3 separate regions of the Mus musculus genome follow, and regions 1 and 3 are each linked to region 2. Evidence: chromatin contacts called from public HiChIP or PLAC-seq and promoter capture Hi-C data. All regions are on one chromosome and are shown on one strand. The core of a region is the stretch at or near the end of the contact, and the rest is flanking DNA. Distances in the headings are between cores, read along the strand shown.

Region 1 (4,234 bases), core at 1,319-3,818, 970 kb before region 2:
GCTCCTGGTGTTGGGTCTGTAGAGGCTTGGCTTGTTAGTCTGTCTGCTCCAACCAGAGCTGAAGAGAGCAGATGCCACAGTCTACCACCCATGGCCTTCTCCAATGAGGGATTATTCACACAGTCCTGTCTCTGGAAAAGAGGCAGTGTAACGAGGTTCACCTCGGTTCTGTCTTCTCTCCTGTCCTGGACCTTTACACAGGGCTTATTAATAAAACACGAGCACATCCTATGCACAAAGTCAATTCACTGTGTTTACAGCTTTTGGGAAGCTCCTTGCTCCAAAACCTTGAGCACCTGACCCTATCAAAGGGCCTTTGGTCACTCTGCTTGGCTATAAGGCTCCTTCAGTGGTGGCCAGGCTTGCAGGCTGCCTTTGTTAGAGTACACCCTTAAGTTCTTCTCTGGGAAGAGCCTGCTGCTGCTTAAGTAATTGCATATTTCCAGGTCATCTGCTTGTTCTTTAGCGCCTCCCTAAGAAGTAAAATGAAGTTTTTTGGGAAACTTGTTTTCTACATGCAAAGAGCAAAATTCACCATCATCTTGCTTTAATGAAAGGAAGTGCTTCTATAAGATCTGCAGAGTTGGGAGATTTTTCTGGGTTGGCTCCCAACTAAGCCAGGCACTGGAATGGCTGTTTTCTGTGGCCACAGTGACAAGTTGAAACAGGTATGGTGAGTTACACAACCCACATTACTGTCTTACAGCCCTGGAGGTCAAAGTTCCAAAATCAGCGTAACAGGTGAGCATCAAGGTGTCATCAGACTGTCCCCTCCTGCTGAGGGTTCTCTACTTCTGAAGACTCTAGAGAAAACCTGCTCCCTGCCCATTCTACCCCAGAGGCTGCACATCCCTTGGTCCATGGTCCCTCTTTCCTCTTCAAGGCATCTTACTCTCCCCTCTGCCTCTGTCGTCTGGTCTCCTTCTCTGACCCTGCCACTCTCCTAGAGTATCTAAGCTGCCCCCTCAAGCCCATGGGATCATTCAGGATTTGTCCCTCACCCTCATAATTCATGATCCTCACTTTCATCACATCTGCAGAGGTGATGACCATGTCACTCAAGAGGACATAGTCACAGATCTGGGCATCAGGAGGAGACATGTTGGACTGATTCAGTTCCCCCAGCCAGTACAGCGGTCTCTTGGCATGGCCTCTCCAATCCTGCTCCTGCAATGAGGAAGAGGAAAAGGGTCTTGGGTACCTGCATCATAGGGATTCCCACAGGGGCAGTCACTTGTTCCAGGTGTTCAAGGTGGTTGTGTGAGCTGAGAAGGGAGCTACAAGTTTTCATTTGAAATCCACAGCTGTCTCTGTCATCTCAAGCAAGCTCGTGTGTGCACAAGCTTCTGCTCAAGATTATTGGTGGAAAAAGGAACCTATTCTTTAGCCTTCTTCTATCTGCAGCCTCAGCTAACACTGTTGGCAGATTCCTAACCAGCCTAGAGATGTGTTAGAGAGATTTGTGAGGCATTTGGGTGCTGTTACTATTTCTATTGACTTCAAAGATGTGATCCTAACCTTGGCACTCTGGTCCCTCTTGCCATGCTCTGTCCTCTACATGTGTTTCCTGTTTTCTTTGCTCCCCTTGTTTAGCCAAACCCTACTCACTGTTCTATCCCCGATTCACACTGCCAACTTGAAGATGATCTTTTTGATGGTGCCGGGTGCCATGAGTTGAGAGGCAGGGTGAGGCTGTCTGGGTGGATGTGTGTGTGTGTATGGAGGTGTGAGGAGTCTGACAGTTCCCTTTGTCCAGAGGCACTCCTGCGTGTTTCACCTGTGGCCTTAGTGCCATCCTGAGCTTGCTTCTTTGTCTGTGGTGTGGTATTGGTGATAAGACATTAAGCTGTAAACTGTTCCCTGCACCCCAGTATACTAGAAAGGCCCAGTTGCAACTATTGAAGTGTGTGTCTCTTACCAGGGGGGTCTTATTTGTATTAGTCCTCAATATCTCTATACATAAGAAAAAACATGGAAATTTCACAGCCGCCTGAGAGAGATGAATCGACACACCAGTGACTCTGCTTTGACTGGATTGAGGCCTTATCTCAGTCACTCAGTCCTCAGGTCATGTTGATGAGGAAAAACCCCATGCAAATGACTTTGTATGTGGTGAAGGGTGTGGGCTCATAGCAGAGTGGGGTTGTCTGGGAGCCGAAGATGTTCCCGTGGTTCTTGGTGATACTGGAAGGAAGTGGTGCAGAATCTCTGTCCTAAAGTTTTTAGGTCTTTGTTCTAAAAATTGGTGGTGGGTTCAGGCACTCGTGCAGTCCCAGCTACTTGGGAGCTAGCAGAAGACTGATATAACCCAGGAGCTGCAGGCCAAGCTAGACAGCACAGGAAGACCCTGCATCGAACAACAAACATCAAAGAAGCAGTTGGGGCTGGTGTGGATGGTGGGCATCCTGGGAATAGGTATCTGGTGGAGATGCCCCCACCCCCATGAAGGTGAAGGGTCCCCCAGGAGTGAGCCTGTCTGGCTGTAGTTAGCAGGGCAAGGGAGGGGTGTCCCTGCTCAGTGTGCTGTGGGGTGAATGGCTCCTTAGTCCTGCCTGTCTTAACAGCCTTTATCACTGGGCCCTTGTGCTGACCCAGCTCTTTGCCCCCATTGTCTGAGCAGCCAGACCCATAAGCCCAGTGTTGTCTCCCGCCCATAAATACCTTGTTAAAGTCACCAGGGAACAAGAACACTTTATGTTGGTGGCGACTATGACCCAGGCCATTAAGTCTGTCCCAATACAGGCTAGAGCCTAATATGGCTCAACTTACAGACTTCCTGTGACCGAGGGTAAGCATTTAGCAAGCTCCTCATGAGGACGCTGTGTTCTGGCCTGCATGAGGATATACGCTGGCCTGGGCTAGCTCTTCGTGGAGTCCTACCTATTCATCTATCTATCTATCTATCTATCTATCTATCTATCTATCTATCTATCTATCTATCTAATGTCTAATATCTTTCAACCCCCATCTCCACTGGTCCCCTTCATATCTCTGTGTCTGTTGGTTACATCTTTACATTCTCCCTCTAGGTTCTGCTTTTCCTGTGACTGTCTTCCTTGTGGCATCTTTGATCCTGGCCCTGATTCCTAGGGAAGAGGGACTTTGATAAAGGCAGGGCCTGGGAAGCTGGGGTTGAGTTGGACTTCTGATGTTCCTAGCCTGGAGGATGGCTGTGCCAGAAAGGACTGTGTTCTGGAGACCTGGTAGGGGTTGGGGTGGGCTGGCTCTCAGCCCTTGTCTTGGAGTTAGACCCTAGCCCTGAAGGGTGGTACACACCTGGCAAGGAGCATACATTCTGTTACTTGAGGTTTGGATTTGATTATCTGTGTGACTTTGGGCACCTTGCTCCCATCAGAGACTATTTCTTTACTACAATGAGTTGTGGTGTTCACCCCCAGGGCTGTTGTTAGAGTCAATGAGAACAGCTTTGGGCCTCACATGGTTTTTAGGGACTCAGCTATCTCTCTGTAGGAAGATTGTTCAGGGGTTTTCTGGGACCCAATGGCTGGGTCTGTCTGGGAGCAGGCAAGGATCCAACCCTGCACAGAGGCTGGAAACAGTGGGCCAGGCTGGGGACAGCTTATGGAGGCCAGAGCTAAGAGAAGTGGGAAGAGCTTTAGAGTAGAGGAGGCCCACAAGGAGCCTGCTCCATAGTCACAGGATGACCCTTCGAGAAACAGTGAGGGTTCCACTTGGAATCCTGTGGGAATTAAACCAAAGTGGGACCAAAATGGTGAACAAAACAAAAACAAAACCAAAAACAAAACAATCCAAGACTCACATTTAAAACAGATAAGCTTTATTTGCCTGAGAGAGATTGGCTGATATGGTTAGCTCCATATTTTCATGAAGCAGACTGGTATAAGGAACGCAGAGTTCTGTGAAGGGGCGTGGCTCCTTCTTTGCTTGATTGGCATGCCCCAGACCAGGGTTATCTGGCTGCACGGCTGATGGCCCTTCTTTTCTCCCCTCTGTCCCTTCTCCCTCTCTCTCTCCTTCACTCTTTCTTCTCCCTCTCCTTCTCTCCATAGACTTCACAAGCCTGTCCTCAGTGTGGAAACACAGGGCCATTGCCCAGAGGCCTTCAGTGTACAGACTGTCACTGTGGAGAGGGTAAACAAATGGCACTCTGTTAATGTCCCTGTCCCCAAGGTCCTGAAGCACTTAGTTTGTAGGCATATGGCTTCAGCAGGAAGGGAGGGCAGTTGTCCACCCCTCCCTGTTAAATTCCCCA
Region 2 (3,949 bases), core at 1,155-3,654:
TCAGTAAACATCTACTAAATATCTACTGTGTGCCAAAGCCCATGTGACAGACAAAAAAAAAGGAAGAGGACCAGGACCAGGATCAGGAATGTAGCTCAGGCAGAGTGCTCTCCTCGCATGTGCATATTAAACACACAAAGTCACTTTTGGACAGAGGCCTCTTCCAATGAAAAATCATTCCTTTTCTCCTGGAAACAGAGTCTTAGTAGTCTAGGCTGGCCTCAAACTATCTATATAGCCGAGGCTGGCCTTGAATTTCTTATCCGCCCGCCTCCCCTTCCCAAGTGCTGGGATTCCAGGAGCAGCATCACACCTGGCTCAGATGTGCTTCTCAGTCCACTCGGATTGCTCAAGCTGGCCTCTAGGTAGCCACATGTCTACACCCCCACCATCGCTTTCCAGTATACCTACATCCAATACAGGGCAGGCAAACAAAGCTCAGAGCGCTTTGCACGTCTTGGGTTCCATTCCAAATCCTGCCACAGTGAAATCATAAACCTCTTAAGAAATGTTTTTACACAGCCAACTGAAATACATTCTCCTGCTAAGAACGCAAAGGCATCACTAAGATAAATATGACGGGGCTACCGTGCTCCATTTTTAAAATGTACTTTTTTTTTTAGCCTGTGAAAAGACCAACCTAAAATATCAAACTGTCCAAAGAAATCCTGACAAACCGGACCCTGAGTCCAGTCCGCTGCTTAAGACTTCTAATAGTGACAGTCAAATGCTTAAATGATGCTTCCACTAGACACTTAAGACAGTGCTCAGGGGCTGGAGAGATGGCTCAGCAGTTAAGAGCACTGGCTGTTTGCTCTTCCAGAGGTCCTGAGTTCAATTCCCAGCAACCACATGGTGGCTCACAACCATCTATCTGTAATGAGATCCAATGCTCTCTTGTTATGTGTCTGAAGATAGCTATAGTGTACTCTTATAAATTAAATAAATAAATCTTAAAAAAAAAAAAAAAAAAGACAGTGCTCAGAAGGGGCTTTACTGCAAAATTCAGGTTCCATTTGTGGTAACTTAATCCAATTTTAAAAGTCTATTATCAAAGCCGTGTTCCGCCTTCACATAAGTACTGAAAACACCTACTCTTCTTAAATAAGCATTTCTACACAAATACACTAGTAAAGAAAAACTGGTAAAATGTAGCTATATTAATACCTTGATCAGTGTTCAAATCGTGCATTTTCAGTTGATGATCTAATCCACCACTCCAGGCATGCGTTGGATCCTACAAAGCAAAATTTGGGTTTGATTTTTTTTCTTTCTTACTTTTTTTTTTTTTTTTTTGGAAGACACTATGTAGCCCTGGTTGGCCTCAAAACTCAAGAGCTCTTCCTGCCTCTGCCTCTGGGATTAAAGTTGTGGCCACCACATCCTCCCACCCCACTCTTACATTTGGAGCCAATTCAAAGTTACAAAGCTTTAGCAAGCATTTTCAACATTGCTATTTCTACAGCCAAGTGTTATGTCCAGTGTGACAGAAACTAAGAAGCAAACAAAAATGCAAGTTAGTGATCTCCACAAGGAAGCAAATACAAGGTGGACACCAGGAGTTAAGGCTAAATTAGACAACATTCATTACTTTTCAAAGGATAGCTAAAAATCAGTCTTGCTGCTAACTTCAATTATCTATGTCCAGAAAGTTTACTCAAGTCTGAATTTACAAATGGAGATTGAAATTGCCACGAGAGAAGAAATAAGAACACAAACCATTGTAGTAGGCTTGATGCCAGGCTAAAGGGAAGAATTCCCGAGTAGTTATGAACTATCAGAATTCTCGAACCGTGTATGAGATGCTACTGGCAAGGCCTAGGACATCTCAGTATTAAGGGGACAGGAGCAGAAACTGAATCCACCTACGTAGAAGGCGCAGTCCAGGACAGCACCAGTGTGCTGGTACTTGAGCCTCATGGAATTGGCGGGCACATCGTAGAGGCGCACAGACGTATCCCAGGAGGAGACCAGGAGGAACTGGGATGTGTTGGGGCTGAACTTAACCGAGGAGATGCCATCCTCGGGTGGCTGGTTCAGCTTGAATTCGTTCGAACCGGTCATCTGTAGAACAAAACGCTAAGTCTGAGTTCCTAACCGGAGCAACAGAGGCCGGCCACGGCCTGCGCCTGCGCGAGTCCCCCTTGATCCAGGCCGGCCGCCATCCCGCTTCCGCCGAGCTCCACCCGGCCTGGCCTCCTTCCTTGCCCGCAGATCCCCATATAAAACACAATGGACCTCGACCGGATCCCTCTGTGCATCGATGCGCCGGCCACGGGCCACAGATCCCGCTCCGCCCGCCCTCGCCCGAACCTCTACCTCCTGTCCGCCTAAGCAACGTTTCTGCACCGGCCACTACCGATCCGCTTCCCTCCGAGCACTCGCAGGCAAAGCGGAGAAGGCGGAGAGGAAGCTCCGGAGCAGGCCTATCATTGGCTGATTTTGAACGCCAACGGCTCGATCTCGGCAGCTGATTGGTCTGATTTACTGCTTGCCTCATTTTCCGCAGTCATCCTGTTCCGGCTCAAAGGGAAGCCGCGTTTCCCCCCCCCCCCCCGTTCACCGGGTCTCTTAGTACCTCCACGCCGAGGTTACATCTCTGGAGCTGCGGAGGGAAAACTACAACTCCCAAGTATGCTCAGGTCATGAAGGCGTTCACGCCCGCCCACAATTGTATGCTGCATGCTGGGAGTTGTAGTCTCCCTGGAGCTGCTTGCCTGAACATCCACAGACTAGAAGGCAGAAAAGAGATTTTATCTAGCTCTTGTGACATCCTTCTCCTCTATCTCTCAGACACAGAATTTCATTTTGGTTGATAACTACTATAGATATAAATTAATATTTTCTTTCTAGCCGTGCACATACCCCTGGACTTAATCCAGACTAGTCATACTGAAGAATAATTTCTAGTCAAAGGTACTATTTGCTTTTATTTTGCTGGGTTATCAATTTGTGAACTAGAGACTCATTTCCCTTGAGTTCTAGTGATCTCATTTTTATCGTTTCATCTCTCCACAGTTTTCAAGCACCTGAATGTCAGGCCTCTTAAGCAGCTCTGGGAATACACACTCAGTCAAACTACTCCTTGCTTTAGAAGAGTACCACACCCATAAGGGTGAACAGAGCAGGACACAAATATTTCCAATCTTTAACGATCAGCCAGAATCTCTTAGGAATGTTCATCATAGGACCTAGCATTGTGACTGTCCTCCCTCTCCCACCTTCCTCTGCATTATCATGGAAGTTGCAGGCTCAGTTTGCTGCACTTTCTGTTTCTAGAATCCTCTAAAAAATATGAGAATCAAAAGGTTGTTTTGGTTCTGTGAGAGAAAAGCAGTACTTAACAAACAACATAGTAGCATACTGACATGCAAAATGTTACTGAGTTTCTAATTAATCCTTGGATACAACTTCTTTTTCTCTGTCCCATCTTTTTGAGACAATCCCTTTTATTTTGAAATTGTTGCATGAAGTAGGAAGTTGTCTCTAGTTTTAAACTACTTAACTTTCAAGGTACATTTTTAAAAAAAAAGAAAAGAAAAGAAAAGAAAAATGATCTTGCCGGGCAGTGGTGGCGCAGCCAGCACTTGGGATGCAGAGGCAGGTGGATTTCTGAGTTCGAGGCCAGCCTGGTCTACAGAGTGAGTTCCAGGACAGCCAGGGCTACACAGAGAAACCCTGTCTAAAAAAATAAAAGTAAAGAAAGAAAGAAAGAAAGAAAGAAAGATCTTATGTGTGCACAGACTCTGAACTAAATGCACTTAAGATTCCTGACAATAACACACACACACACACACACACACACACACCAGTCTTTTGTCCTGATGATGGTTATTATGGCTAAAATATTCTGGTTGTCTTCCCTCTCCAAATAGTTCTAGTATGTGGTTCTTTCTCTCTCTTCTCTTTCAACAAATCAATGGCCAAGTTCAATTTTTTTTAATGCATT
Region 3 (3,956 bases), core at 68-2,567, 820 kb before region 2:
GAGGGGGACAGGTGGGGAGGATGTACCTGTCCAGCCACAGTGGGAATGATGCCTCCTACCTGTCAGGTTGCCCGGAGTGGGACCAACTCAGCACAGCCTTACTAAAGATGAAGATGAATCCCAGGTTGGTTCCTTGGCTGTCTCTGAAGCTGGAGTTGACCTCAGATCATCAAGTCCTCCCCTGTCTCCTTCCTTCTTGGCTTGGTCTTGAGTCTGGATGACCTGCAGGCCTACTTCAGCCCCTCCAGAGGCTAAGCTCACTGCCAGCCCTCACATCTTACATCCTTGTCATCCCTCCTTCAGGAAAACCTGGGCAGTACCCCAGGGACTGAAGGCAGAGCACACAGGGATGTTGAGATCCAGAACCACTTCCTTCCTGCCCTCATCCCCTTCTTCCTGTTGTCCACAGAGTCCAGCATTTCCAAGTAGTCTTGCCATAAGGCCCATAGTGAGACCCTTACTAGGAAGAGCAATCTGGGAATGAAATCCTTTAAGATCAGAGGGCCAGGAGTGTCCTGAACCTGAAGGGATTCTCCTTACTCACCTGCTGGCTTACCCAGGGATACTCCGTGTGCTATGCACTCTTGACCTTGACAGCTGGGTGTTGGCAACATGGGATGCTGAGCTGGGAATGTTGCACAGGGCGCATGTGCTGAGCTGTCAAGGACCGCAAGAAGGAGTAGAGGCAGCGCAGTGGACACTGGAGGGGAGGTAGAGACGGTTCCAGTGAGGATAGGGTGACCTCGGGGGGAGGGGGGGGGGACAGAGCACTGTCTGTAATCCTGTATCACGGACAAAGGTTTGTTTCCCAAAGTCAAAACCTCATAGGTAGGATCAGTGCCCCCCCATAAAAGGGACTTTAGCGTACTTTCCTCTCCCCATAGGAGGAGTCAGCTGTATGCTGCCTGGAAAGGGTCCCTCACTAGAGCCTGACCCCACTGGGCCCCTGACCTCCATAAGAGATCCATCTTGTAGCTTTTTAGTCATCTAGCCTATGATAATTTGCTGTAGATGTGTGGTTGTTCCTCCTGGAGAGCCAGCTGGAACCAGCTGAGGGTAGGGTAGGAAACGGTCAGATTTTGAGAATTGCTTGTCCAATATATATTTTTAACTAGGAAGGGGATAATAATTCTTCAAGTGGAAGAGAGTGGACAGGATTAGAGTTGGCAACTGACCTGGGTGTGAGAGGCAGCCTTTCCTGAACCAGGTGACTCAGAGGATTTGAAACAGCAGAGATCTGTGCTTGCCTCAACCCCCACCGCACAGTCTTCCACTTCCAGTTCCACTTTACCTTTCAGGGGGAAAGAGGATTAAAATACTTGTGAAGTGACATGGCTCAGGTTTTAACCATTTTCCCAATCTATTACAGATGGCAACCCACGCTGATGTGATGAATAGCATTTGCAGCAATTTGTCTTTCCCAGGTACGTTAACCTGGTTTTCCTGGAAGCAGCAGCTCCCTCTGCACATGAATATTTCCTTGGTTTGAACTGCACATAATGAAGTTGCACAATTACAATCACACATAAAGCTGGCATAAATAGGTTTGGGCTAACACATGGGACACTGGATAGAGGGGGACAAAAGTGGACAGGTGCAGAGCACGGCCCTTGCTGACAGCATATGGATACTGGCTCCATCAGAGAATCCAGTCTATTGAACAGGAGGAGAGAGTTGGGTTTGTGGTTATGCTGCGAGGTAGAAGCTAGCAAAGAGAGGCTCTACAGCGTCTTTGAGGGAAGGATTGTACTGTGTTTGCATTTGCTGAGAAGCAAAGAGAACGACAGGGGCTTGAATATAGACAGTTTATTGATCAGGAAATTTGGGTAGGGTTGGGCAGGAAGTAAAGAAAGCCCGTCTAAGGTATGCTCACAGTAACTGCAAATATGAGTAACTGGAGTTTTAGCAGGCTGGGACTTTGGGAAGAGAATACTGCACGGGGCTGGCCATGATCTTGTTCACAGGAGGGGAAACTGGAGCAATCGTTCAACAATTCCCATCCACCCGTGATCGAGTGCTCTCATGGGAGCAACGGCTGTGAATCCAGGAGCCAGATGGCAGCCTGAGTCAGCTCTCAGTTGAGCAATGGGAACATTGGGCATCTCTCTATCAGTCTTTAGGTGCAGTGTCTGGGGATGCAAGATATTTTTAGGGTCAGTGAACATGATTTTATTGATTTATTTTTCCAGAGAAATAATGATTTTCAGGTTTGAGAAAATGATTTAATATAGAGTTAATATTCTTATGTTTATAATAATGTAGTCATAAAATACAATTTTTGTTTGTTTACTTACCATGGTGTGCCTTAGTGAGGTTGGCTTCAACAAGATTCCAAAGACTAGGAGATTTAAACAACAGAAATGTACTTATCACAATTCTGGGGCCAAGGTGCTGGGTAACTTGGTTCCTGGACTCAGGCTGTAAGGAAGCCTCCTTGGGGCTCTACCTCATGTTGCTCTTCCTGAGTGCTCTCTTGGGATGGCATGCCCTTCTTGTCGGATTTCTTCTTCTTCTTCTTCTTCTTCTTCTTCTTCTTCTTCTTCTTCTTCTTCTTCTTCTTCTTCTTCTTCTTCTTCTTCTTCTTCTTCGTCTCCGTCTCCTCCTCCTCCTCCTCCTTCTTCTTCTTTTTCTTCTTCTTTTTCTTTTTCTTCTTCTTTTTTCGAGACAGGGTTTCTCTGTATAGCCCTGGCTATCCTGGAACTTACTTTGTAAACCAGGCTGACCTCGAACTCAGAAATCAGCCTGCCTCTGCCTCCCGAGTGCTGGGATTAAAGGCGTGCGCCACCACACCTGGCTGGCTTTTATTTTTTTTATAATGTGGCCAATCCTACCAAATGAGGACTCAACTCTCACAATCTTATCATCAAATGTGAACTATCTCCTGAAGCCATAGCTCTAATTATAACCATACTATGGGTTACAGCTTCGTCCCAGGACATCCGGGGAAACACGCTTTTGTCTGCACCATGAAGCGAAGGGTCCAATATTATCCTGCCTGTAGTCCTCGTTGGGGGTCCTGACCGCAGAAATCAGTAGGTATGGACGTGGATGGGACAGGAGGCTGTCACTGTGGCAGAGGCAATGTTTGATGGATAGAAATGATAGTGGGAAAACACAGTGTGGATACAGAGGACAGTGAACATGAGAGGAGCCTTGGATAGTGAGACGTGAGGGAGCCAAATGTCCTAGGAGTTCAACAATGGCACAAGGATCTGCAATGAAGTCGTGTAAGCCACTGGGCTGAGAAGATTGAAAGCCATGTGTGTTAACTTGTGTTGGAGGTGACATGGCTTCAGATTAGAGATACAAGTTGCCTCTGAAATTAATTGGCTGAAAATCTCATGGTAGACTGCACTGAGATGCTCAGAATTCACACTTAAATGTAGGAAGTCAGAGAGCTTTTCCTTTTTGAGAAGTGTCTCATTAGCCGAGGACCTTCCAACAGCCATAGCTTCAGAAAGCTTCTCCACAGCAGCCCTGCCACAATGGGAGATCTGCCACTTCCAGATCACAACGGAGTGAGGTCGATGTGGGAAGGTGCGGCGCGGTCTTGAGTGACAAAGGGAATGTGACCATATAGCAAGTGGGCTGAGCACATACTAAGATGGCCAGGGGTGGGTGGTGGAGAGGAACAGCAACCTCCAACTAAAACCATCCCTGGAATACCAGAAAGAAACCAAGCTATAGGCAACACACTGAGGAACATGGTGTGAGCAAGACCAGCCAGCGCCTTCTCCTTTCTCCAATATCAGTCCCCTCCTGGTCATCAGGGATTGCCTGAAATTCTTCCACCAGACAGGTAGAACACAGTCCTAATGTTCACACTGGGTCGTCCAGGCTGGTTTACAAAGGGGAGCAGGCATCAGACTGCTGACAGATAGGTTCCTTTCTTAGTCGGTAAGATAAAATATTAAATAGCTGTCTGCCCTCCCCCAAGTCAATGCATAGATTAAATA

Evidence for each region. Promoter capture Hi-C pulls out the DNA fragments that hold promoters and counts their contacts. HiChIP or PLAC-seq counts read pairs in DNA pulled down with a chosen protein or histone mark.
Region 1: a contact with region 2 is called in an H3K4me3 HiChIP or PLAC-seq map of embryonic limb bud, with 5 times the contacts expected there. The contact joins the enhancer-like site here to the promoter of Bub3 in region 2. A contact is called at or near these places in 9 of 39 promoter capture datasets (the 3T3-L1 cell line, the C10 cell line, the SN4741 cell line and 5 more), 2 of 484 Hi-C or Micro-C datasets (CD4 T cells and cerebellar granule neurons), 7 of 115 datasets of contacts at active chromatin or transcription factors (bone marrow-derived macrophages, craniofacial prominence, embryonic forebrain and 3 more) and 1 of 9 other capture datasets (liver).
Region 3: a promoter capture Hi-C map of hippocampal neurons shows a contact between it and region 2, with 2.3 times the contacts expected there. The contact joins the enhancer-like site here to the promoter of Bub3 in region 2. A contact is called at or near these places in 4 of 39 promoter capture datasets (the HPC-7 cell line, cranial neural crest, hippocampal neurons and 1 more) and 3 of 115 datasets of contacts at active chromatin or transcription factors (bone marrow-derived macrophages, extraembryonic endoderm stem cells and stem cell-derived neural progenitor cells).

The regions. Positions count from the first base shown.
Region 1 is chr7:132,527,690-132,531,923 of GRCm38.p6, reverse strand. No RefSeq gene overlaps it. Among named protein-coding and RNA genes, the nearest start is that of Gm35249, 8.5 kb to the left of the region's middle. Within about 2 kb of position 2,568, at least 9 of the 459 cell types and tissues checked have an H3K27ac peak or open chromatin away from gene starts, as enhancers often do. A contact at or near this core is called in embryonic limb bud, where this site is marked.
Region 2 is chr7:131,558,825-131,562,773 of GRCm38.p6, reverse strand. It overlaps Bub3 (BUB3 mitotic checkpoint protein), which reads right to left and starts at 2,404. Exons shown (of 8, transcript NM_009774.4): 1 at 2,320-2,404; 2 at 1,870-2,064; 3 at 1,168-1,237. The coding sequence starts at 2,064.
Region 3 is chr7:132,376,167-132,380,122 of GRCm38.p6, reverse strand. It overlaps Gm34908 (a long non-coding RNA gene), which reads left to right. Exons shown (of 5, transcript XR_870003.1): 4 at 1,370-1,424. Among named protein-coding and RNA genes, the nearest start is that of Gm34908, 8.4 kb to the left of the region's middle. Within about 2 kb of position 1,317, at least 7 of the 459 cell types and tissues checked have an H3K27ac peak or open chromatin away from gene starts, as enhancers often do. A contact at or near this core is called in hippocampal neurons, where this site is marked.